Regions from separate parts of the Triticum aestivum genome. Here all the other regions are linked to region 2. A link is a contact called in public Hi-C and HiCAR-type data. All regions are on one chromosome and are shown on one strand. The core of a region is the stretch at or near the end of the contact, and the rest is flanking DNA. Distances in the headings are between cores, read along the strand shown. Region 1 holds the start of LOC123103769 (respiratory burst oxidase homolog protein E). Region 2 holds the start of LOC123103771 (2Fe-2S ferredoxin). Region 3 holds the start of LOC123107062.

Region 1 (2,949 bases), core at 91-2,590, 130 kb before region 2:
TGTCGAAGAAGATCTGGAGCCGCGCGTCGAAGCTCTGGTCGGAGATCTGGAGCCAGAAGTCGTAGAGCTCCTCCTTGGTGATCCGCTCCAGGCTCTGCCGCCGCCGCCGCGCCAGCGCGTCGAAGATGCCCTCCGCGAACTCCTTCGAGTCCACCATTCCTGATCATCGATCGACAGGCACGGCCAAGAACATCATCGCCGTTAATGGTTGCGCAATGGGATGGGAGGAGTGCAGAGTGCGGTTGTTGCCGAGAGAGAAACAGAGTGGGGGAGCGGGATGGTGTACCGATGCACTCGCCGAAGTTGTCGCGGGAGAGGAGGCCGTCGTGGGCGAGGGCATTGAAGCGCTCCTCCACGCGGCGCCACAGCTCCGCGGCCTCCAGGGAGCCGGTGGTGCGGCTGATGAAGCGGAGGCCCTTGAGCGCGCGCTTGGCGCCGGCGCGCGACCGGTTGACCCGCGCCTGGATGCGGCGCCGCTCGCGGGCCGCCATGGCCGCCTCCCGCTGCAGCTCGGCGGGCGTGGGCACGCGCGGGGAGGGCGACGGCGCGGGGGACGGCGACCGCAGCCACGCGAACTTCTTCCGTATCCGCGAGGACGTGGACGAGCAGCGGCTGAGGGGGCCGCCGCCTCCTCCCGGCGCCTCCGGCGTGTGCGGCATCGCGGCGGCGCTGTAGAGCGCGGCCCTGGTGGGCGTGACGCTGCGCACCACCATGGACTCCTCGTCCAGCTCCAGCATGACCTCCACCAGGTCCTCCTGGTCGGCGAGGAATGCCGGGAGCATGCCCCCGCCGCCGCTCCCCCCGGCGGCCGCGGCGAAGAACTCGTCCCCATAGGCGGTGGTGAAGGACTCGTTGTCGGAGGTGTCGGTGTTGGTGGTCTGGTCGTCCGCCAGGCACTCCGCGATGCGCCGGTGGCCCGTCCGCCGCGCGTTGCTCCCGCGCGACGGCGTCCACATGGCCGCTCCCCGCGCCCCCGCCCGCGAGACGTGCAAGAGGAAGAAGAAGCAGAATAAAAATAACCCGGGGCTCTGCTCTCGGTGGGGGCTGCAATGGTAGTTGCGGTGCGGCCGCTTGTATTATGATACGCGCTCAGCTCGCTTGCTATCTCTTCCCGTCGCGCCCCGTGGGCTGGCTCGGCTTGTCGTACGCCCGCGCGCCCGCCGCGGTGACCACCTCTATCTCCTTCTATTCCTCGGCGGCGCGCATGCACGCGCTCGCGGTTTCGCTGGGCTTCGCGGTGCGGTGCGGTGCTCGGGTCTGCTGCTGCCTCTCGCGGACGCTTTATCTTTATACCAAGTCGATATCGCCGCTCGTCTCCGAGGCCCAGAAACGAGCTGCGGGTGCCACGGGTTTGGCCTGGGGCGAGCGCTGCGGTGCTCGGTGCGGCGGCAACCTGCGTACGCGCGGCTGGCCGGTCGGTGTGGGGTGGGGTGGGGCTGTGGAACGTGGACCGGACCGCGTTCGGCCCCGGAATCTCAGATGCTTCCAAATGGGTAAAAATGAAGTGGACTGGCGGGAGGGAGCGCCCGGCGGCCGCGCCTGGCGACCGTCGACTGTCGCCGTGTGGGTTAAACGGGAGAAGATAGGGGACCGTTGATTCGGAGGGAGACTCTACTTGCTGCAACTTTGAATAGTTCGTCCAAAAAAAGAACTTTGAATAGTTTGGTGTTTCTTTTTGCCATGGATTCAGATTTCACACGTACTGTTGCAAATGGGCGAGTAGAGAAAAGTCCAGTATATTTTCAGTCACAATACATTTTTTCTTTTCTTCTGAATATGAAGTTGGGATACAAGTAATGTTGAAATACCCCTGAGATATACAATTTCATATTGACACGAAAGCACTTTCTGATCGTTATTTGGCTCTACCCGCTTCAGTCGGAGTTGATGGGAGTGATTGCTCTAAATTCTTTTTGTATCGAATCCCGGAAAGGATTAGTGATGGAAAGAAAAAACACATATGTCTATCCTATATACCGAAATAGTCCATCCTCACTACTTCTATAATCTGAATATGCACACATGACACGTCATCAAAGTTCCACCATCACATGCACGGCAATTATATTTCATTATTAGTTGATCCCCACCAATTCTATTTATTTCAAATGCACACATGTCCTCTTATCGAAGGTCCACCCAACATGCATGAAAAAAAACTATTATATTACAACCTATACTCGATAAATATTTTTTAACTTCACAATAATCCAATACAATACATTATATTTGTTTTTAGTTATATATATTATTAATCCAAATGTTTCATACAATCAAATATATTGATACATATTGCAACATATTCCCGGTGCAACATCTTATTGAAATATATTGCACATTCTATGTTGATTTGCGCAGGAGAGCACCGGCATCGATCTTGAGAGATGTGAACAGATTCTTTGTTGCGGCAAAGTGCACATTCTATGCATATCCACTAGACGCGGCGACTATGGAAGCACTAACCATGAAGGATGGGGTCTACCTTGCATACTCCCTTGGGATCAATATGTTGCAGGCGGAATCCGACTCTATGAAGCGATCACTTTCTCTAAAGGCCAATCACAAAGGTGGGACTCGGAAAACGGCAATTTATGCGGATTGTGTGGACACGGCGGTGCTAATTGGGACTGTTGAATACAAACATTGTCCTGAAGAAACTAAAGGCGTTGCTCATGGACTTGCTAGCTTTAGTGGTCGAAATAATCTTTCTTGTATCTGGACGATCATCCCCCATATACTTGCTTACTCGGAAAACTCGCGAACGATGTAAGTGTTGCTTATAAAGTAACAAAGCTAGCATTGAAGAAAAAAAAGGCCCTAACAACCCCTGCCATTTTTATTGAGAACTACGTAAATATTTTTCGTTACCGTGGATTCGGCGGTTGCTCGAGGGAAGATGTCTAAATCATGTACTGAAGGAGTCAGCTATTGGAGTTTTAATGATGGCGT
Region 2 (2,891 bases), core at 250-2,749:
TCCACTCTACGCCGGCGGCTACGCCCATTCCGTCGTGCGCCGGCGGCCGCTGTGCCTCGCACTGGAGGATGGAGTGCGCTCGCCGGGAGGATGGACGGCGCGGAGAGGCGCGCTCGCGCCTGAGCTCCTGTGCCCGCGCCTCGCGCCTCCTTGCACCGCTCCGGCGGCCTCACTCGCCACACGCCGTCGCCGGCGACCACAAGCAGCGACCGTCGCACCTCTCCGCGCGCCACCCCGAAGCCCCAGGAACGCCGCGCCGCCGCGCCACCGTCCCCCGCAACCCCGGCCTCCTCCTTGACCTCGCCTCTCCGTGCGAACAAACGGCGTCGCCGGCGGCGGCCTCGGCCACCATGCTTGAGCTGACGGGCGCCGACCGCACAGGGCTCATCTCCGAGGTGTTCGACGTGCTAGACGACATGAGCTGCAGCGTCGTCGATGCCAGGGCGTGGTCGCATCGCGGCCGCCTCGCCTGCCTCGTCTACCTGCGGGACGAGGATGTTGCCGCAGCCGGTGTGGAGCACATCAAGGCCCGCCTCGCCCCCCTCCTCCGCGGAGACTCGGAAGCCAGCGGCGGCACCGTGGCTGCCGTCCCCGCCGGCTCCATCCCGCACGCCGACCGGCGCCTCCACCATCTCATGTATGCCAGCGGCGACCAGGAGCGCGCGTTCCCAACTCCCTCGGTGCGTGCTCATGGATCTCGAGCCCGACACCATGGGCTCCGTGCACACGGGGCCCTACGGCCAGATCTTCCGCCCCGACAACTTTGTCTTCGGCCAGTCCGGCGCCGGCAACAACTGGGCCAAGGGCCACTACACCGAGGGCGGGGAGCTCATCGACTCCGTCCTCGACGTCGTCCGCGAGGAGGCCGAGAACTGCGCTGCCTCCAAGGTACTTTCCCCTTTCTTGAGGAGTCGCTCCAGTTACTCCGTTCCACAGATTCTGGCCAGCGATTCTGACTTTTGTTCATGTGCTTGTCGTGAGGCTTCCAGGTGTGCCACTCCCTCGGCGGGGGCACCGGTTCCAAGATCAGGGAGGAGTACCCGGGCCGGATGATGCTCACCTTCTCCGTGTTCCCATCTCCAAAGGTCTCTGACACGGTGGTCGAGCCCTACAACGTCACTCTCTCGGTTCACCAGCTGGTGGAGAACGCCGACGAGTGCATGGTGCTGGACAACAAGGCGCTTTAATCCTAACCGAGACATCCTCCAAATAAAACAACGCCGCAGCGGAGGCAAATGAAATCGCGAAGCCGAGGGGCGACGGTGGAGGTGGGAGGAGAAGCTCACCTAGCCTCGCCCGGTTCAGGGCGTGGACGCCAAGGCGGGAGATCCTCGACAGCATCTTCACCGGCGGGGCAAAGCCGACACGGACGCAGCGGCGGCAGCAGATTCGGGGCGCGGGTTTGGGACTTGGGAGGATCAGCGGAGGAGGAAGAGGAGTTCGGCTTCGCTTGACAAGGAAGTAGAGGACGCGGGCCGAGAAACTGGGCCGCGAGGGTAGCCCAACTATAAAGATACGGTCGCGAATCTTATAGTTGGGCCATTTCTCCAGCTTATCGACCCATACATATTACTCTTGATAAAAAAAAAAGCCACGCAGGAATCTGAAACTGATCCTGAAATACGTCGATCTAATTTCAGGAAAAAATAATGACAAAAGGCACACAGAAAAAACATGGAGACGCGGGGAATCGAACCCCGTGCCTCTCGCATGCGAAGCGAGCGCTCTACCATATGAGCTACGTCCCCGAGATGACGAATGCGAGACCTAACAACTGAAAGATTATGTTTCATTTCGACTGCTGCAGAAATTAGCCATCTTCAAAGGAGCAACACCTGATAACTCGTGCAGAAAAAGAGCGTGTGGTAAAACAAAAGTGTAGGCAAGGAGGAAGATAAATATGACCGTGGATTCGACCAATGCCATCTCTATCTCTGGTTCGCAGAGCACCTGTTTCTTCCTACCCCCGCAAAGGCTCCTCCTGCTGTCCTGCATGGAGTATTTCCCCTTCCCTCACGCAGCTGTTCCTCCAACTTTTCTAGACAGTTCTACCAGCGCCCTGTAGGGCCAGCGTCGCGTGATCATCAATTGCTACGGTTAGATCGAGCTTTGGTCCTGAGACTAAAGCAAAACACCCATCACTCCATCAGCAGCAGAGCAGAGCAGCACCCGTCCATTTCCGTTTCTGACTAATTAAATCGGCCGGACAGATCGCCCGGTGCCATTCCCTCACATGCAGGGCAGCAGGGAAGGCGAGGCTGCCGGGCCCCGGAGGCGGACACGACGTGCCCCTCTGTGGCAGGCAGGAGACAGGTTCGAGAAACGCCGATCGGAGGCGCGGCCGTGGCTGGCGGTTGAGCCATCCATCCGCGCAGCACAAGACAGCCGTGCACCTGGTCCAGGGGACAGCGGATGAGCCAGCCAACCCCCGGCGCACCAACATTTATTGCGCACGGAAACAGTAAACGCAAACGCGCCGTTGGCATGCCACGAGAGGGCGCGGCAGATCATGGTGCACCGCGCGCAGATCCACCGTCGCCGTCCCTCCTTCAGAGATTTCACCCGCGTGTGCGACGGAAGATAAATATCCCAGCCATGACGAAGAGTCGCGCCACGGCGTCGTCAACGTCGATCGCCACACACATTGATGACCTGTCAGGCATCAACAGCCAGCCCCCATCGGTTTGACGCTACGCAGAGGAGGACGGCGACATTGGGAAATTCAGACAAGTCTCTCTCCCGGCCCGTCGATCTGACTGACACCAGGAACCCGTCGAAGCAAATTATTGGTGCCGTGCCGGTTTCTCTGAGGCCAACTCCACCGTGCGACTTTAAACGGACGTCCGGATTGGCCGGATTTTGTTTTTTTGGAATGTCGATGGATTCGTCCG
Region 3 (2,723 bases), core at 13-2,512, 180 kb after region 2:
AAGGAAGTAACATCAATCGCGTTCGGATCAGGTAAAGTTCCGGCAAAGTCAGCATTGTCCAAAAAACTCGGGAAAAGAGAAATACTGAATTCGACCATGTACCGACAGCTTAGGATTCAGGGACACTGCTTTTCACCCCGTTTCTTCATATTCCTGGATCCATTATCCACTGGTCAGTTTCATAGCAGTAACTAAGGATTTACTCTAGATCATATATTTCACCTTCAACCTCAGCTAGGAGGATTTTCTTTTCTTTTCCTTTGTTTTTGTCGATGTAAACTGCGCCCTTCCCTTTAAGAGCAGGCCGTGGCCGATCTGAAGTGGATGTGTCTTTGCCACGCTTTTGCGCTGGCGCTGCGTCTTCCCGTTCTTTTTCTCCGTGACGATAACCCTGTCATTTTCACGTAGAGAAAAGTACGCCCGCAGTGAGTCAGCGACCGCGACTCGTGCGATGGAGGAGATGTCCATTTTATACGTCTTGCATACGTGCTCCGATTGAACTTTTTAAAGGAACCGAATTGGACTTTGTACCACGTAGCCGATTTTATTTCAGATGATCTTATAATTACATCTCGTTTTCTCAACTTCGGTTACAACCGGAGATTAGGCTAGTAGTACGACCGCTCCCCGGGGCTGGGAGCCACGGCGAGGCCGCAGACGTTACCGAGGATGGTCGGGTAGATATCGGCGAACGGGGAGCCGGAGAACGCCGCGCGGTAGCACCCGGCGCCGGCCGTCTCCAGCGCGCGGCAGCAGAGGTCGCTGCCGCGCACGCCGAAGAAGGACCTGACGATGTCGTCCGTGCAGCTCTCCGCCACCACCCGCGACGCCGCCTCCGCGCTCCCGCTGCAGCCAACGGCGGACGGCGCCTCCGCGATCTCTGCCGCGGCGGTGGCCGGCGACGAGGTCGACGTTAGCAGCAGCAGGACCAGTGTGACGAACAGTGGAGGGAATGGCCGGGACATGTTTGATTCAGGTTCTTGCGAGCTGTGACTGATGTGCTGCAAATAGAATGACTGGGAGCTGGCCATGAATTTATGGTTGAGCGATGTGCGGTTGTCTCCTCCGTTTCTTAGTTTCGAATCAGCAACGCGCGTTTTGCTGATCCGTAAGCTGCACCGGAGTTTGTATCCACGCGTTTTTTATTTCTTACATTAGTGAAAACGTTTGTATTCACGCGCAGGCGGTGACAGTTATGCTTGCATGGCCCACACGGATTTTCTCCCGATGCTCCAGACTACACGGAACGTCGGGAACTTTGAGAACTGCCTAATGAATAGAACCAACAGGCTTTATTTGGGCCGGTTTAGCGTCTAGAAAGTTTTCAGATCCTCAAAGAAAGTTCTTCATGGGCCAACCTATATTAAATTTTACCCCTTCAATTCTTAAGAGTTGTCTTTGCGGGGGAAAAACTCTTAAGATTATTCTTTCTGGTAAAAAGAAAGAGCTTTGCAAAAAAACTATTATTATTTATTATAAAGAGGGCATCAATCCTTCAAGAAATTCGTAGGTACAGCTGTACACATGTAGGACCGGCCACTCCAGTATGGGCGCATGACTAAACTGGAGGCAACATTATTCCAGCCTCAAAGTCATGATGGAATTGGAAGCACCCGAACTAGCTTAGGTGATCTGTTTTCTTTTTGACGTAGTACCACACGGCTAGCTTTCAAACAAGCTAGCCTAGCCTAGAAGATACGATACCAGACTAACCAAAAGACCATCATATATCCTCCCTCCGTTTCAAAATAGATAACCCAACTTTGTATTAAAGTTAGCTGGAATGAAGGGAGTAGTAATTACATGCATCCAGCTGCCGGAATCCAATCCCTGTGCCGTGCAATCATAAGGCTATGGCCTATGGGACACACACACACACACACACGCCCTACAAAAACAGCAGTGGTTTAATGCCACAGGCCCGGCGCCCATCCCGGACGAAACACGGGAACACGCTAAACGCCTCCGGCCGGCCGAACGAACCGCGCCGGCGAACCATTCACCACGACACGAACGAAGCATGAATAGAGAAATTTTTTGACCGCCGGCAGTTAAGAGGGAGCTGCCACCGACCTGTGCAGTGCAGGTCACATGGCACCACGGCTTTTCCCGTACCCTAATTTAGTTTGCAAGGTGAGCTTTGCGCGTCACTGCATGCATGCAACATGTCGAGGTCTCGTCTTGTGCGGTGCGGTACCTTGGAGAAGCCGGAAGCGCGCCGCGCGCTTTTGCGTACGCTTCCCGTGTGGGGTGGGTTGGCCCGTCGGTACTCAGTGGTCATGTGCCTGCACGTTGCCGAGACCGGCTTTCCAAGCGATCGATGCCCTGGCTGGCTGGCCTTGTCTCAGAATCCATCCTCTAGCATGATTGATCTGTGCTAACGTACAGTACGTACACAAGTCCAGGCCACGTATGCGAGTCGTATATAGTAATTAAATCGGATCAAGCAAAGTGGCATGGAGTAAGTTTCATTTTGTTACGTGACCACGAGGGTAGCTGCATATTTAAAGGTTGAGAACGGGGATGTGTTAACGGTTGTGTGGTTCGTTAAACAATCTGGAGTAGACTACATTTTCCCTCGTTCAGATGCAGTGCATGCATGAAAAGTTTGGACACGTACGCAAAGGTACCGCTCTGCCACCGGGTCATTAGTTATTGTTTAGCGCTTAAGAATTGTCCTGATCGAGATGTCTGTGCGGTGCAGGGGTGCAGTACTCAGTGTT

Evidence for each region. Hi-C and Micro-C count contacts between places; a contact is called where the count stands out from the background. HiCAR-type assays count read pairs that join an accessible place to other places.
Region 1: a Hi-C map of leaf shows a contact between it and region 2, with 6 times the contacts expected there. The contact joins the promoter of LOC123103769 here to the promoter of LOC123103771 in region 2. A contact is called at or near these places in 5 of 5 Hi-C or Micro-C datasets (leaf, root and an unstated tissue) and 1 of 1 datasets of contacts at active chromatin or transcription factors (leaf).
Region 3: a contact with region 2 is called in a HiCAR-type map of leaf, with 6 times the contacts expected there. The contact joins the promoter of LOC123107062 here to the promoter of LOC123103771 in region 2. A contact is called at or near these places in 1 of 5 Hi-C or Micro-C datasets (leaf) and 1 of 1 datasets of contacts at active chromatin or transcription factors (leaf).

What each region holds. Positions count from the first base shown.
Region 1 is chr5A:428,286,879-428,289,827 of IWGSC CS RefSeq v2.1, forward strand. LOC123103769 (respiratory burst oxidase homolog protein E) reads right to left here and starts at 1,341. Exons shown (of 13, transcript XM_044525450.1): 1 at 287-1,341; 2 at 1-159. The coding sequence starts at 956.
Region 2 is chr5A:428,420,580-428,423,470 of IWGSC CS RefSeq v2.1, forward strand. It overlaps LOC123103771 (2Fe-2S ferredoxin), which reads right to left and starts at 1,500. Exons shown (of 8, transcript XM_044525452.1): 1 at 1,287-1,500. The coding sequence starts at 1,341. It overlaps TRNAA-CGC (transfer RNA alanine (anticodon CGC)), which reads right to left and starts at 1,748; the gene lies at 1,676-1,748.
Region 3 is chr5A:428,604,167-428,606,889 of IWGSC CS RefSeq v2.1, forward strand. LOC123107062 reads right to left here and starts at 1,263. Exons shown (of 1, transcript XM_044529069.1): 1 at 529-1,263. The coding sequence starts at 1,031. The coding sequence ends at 609.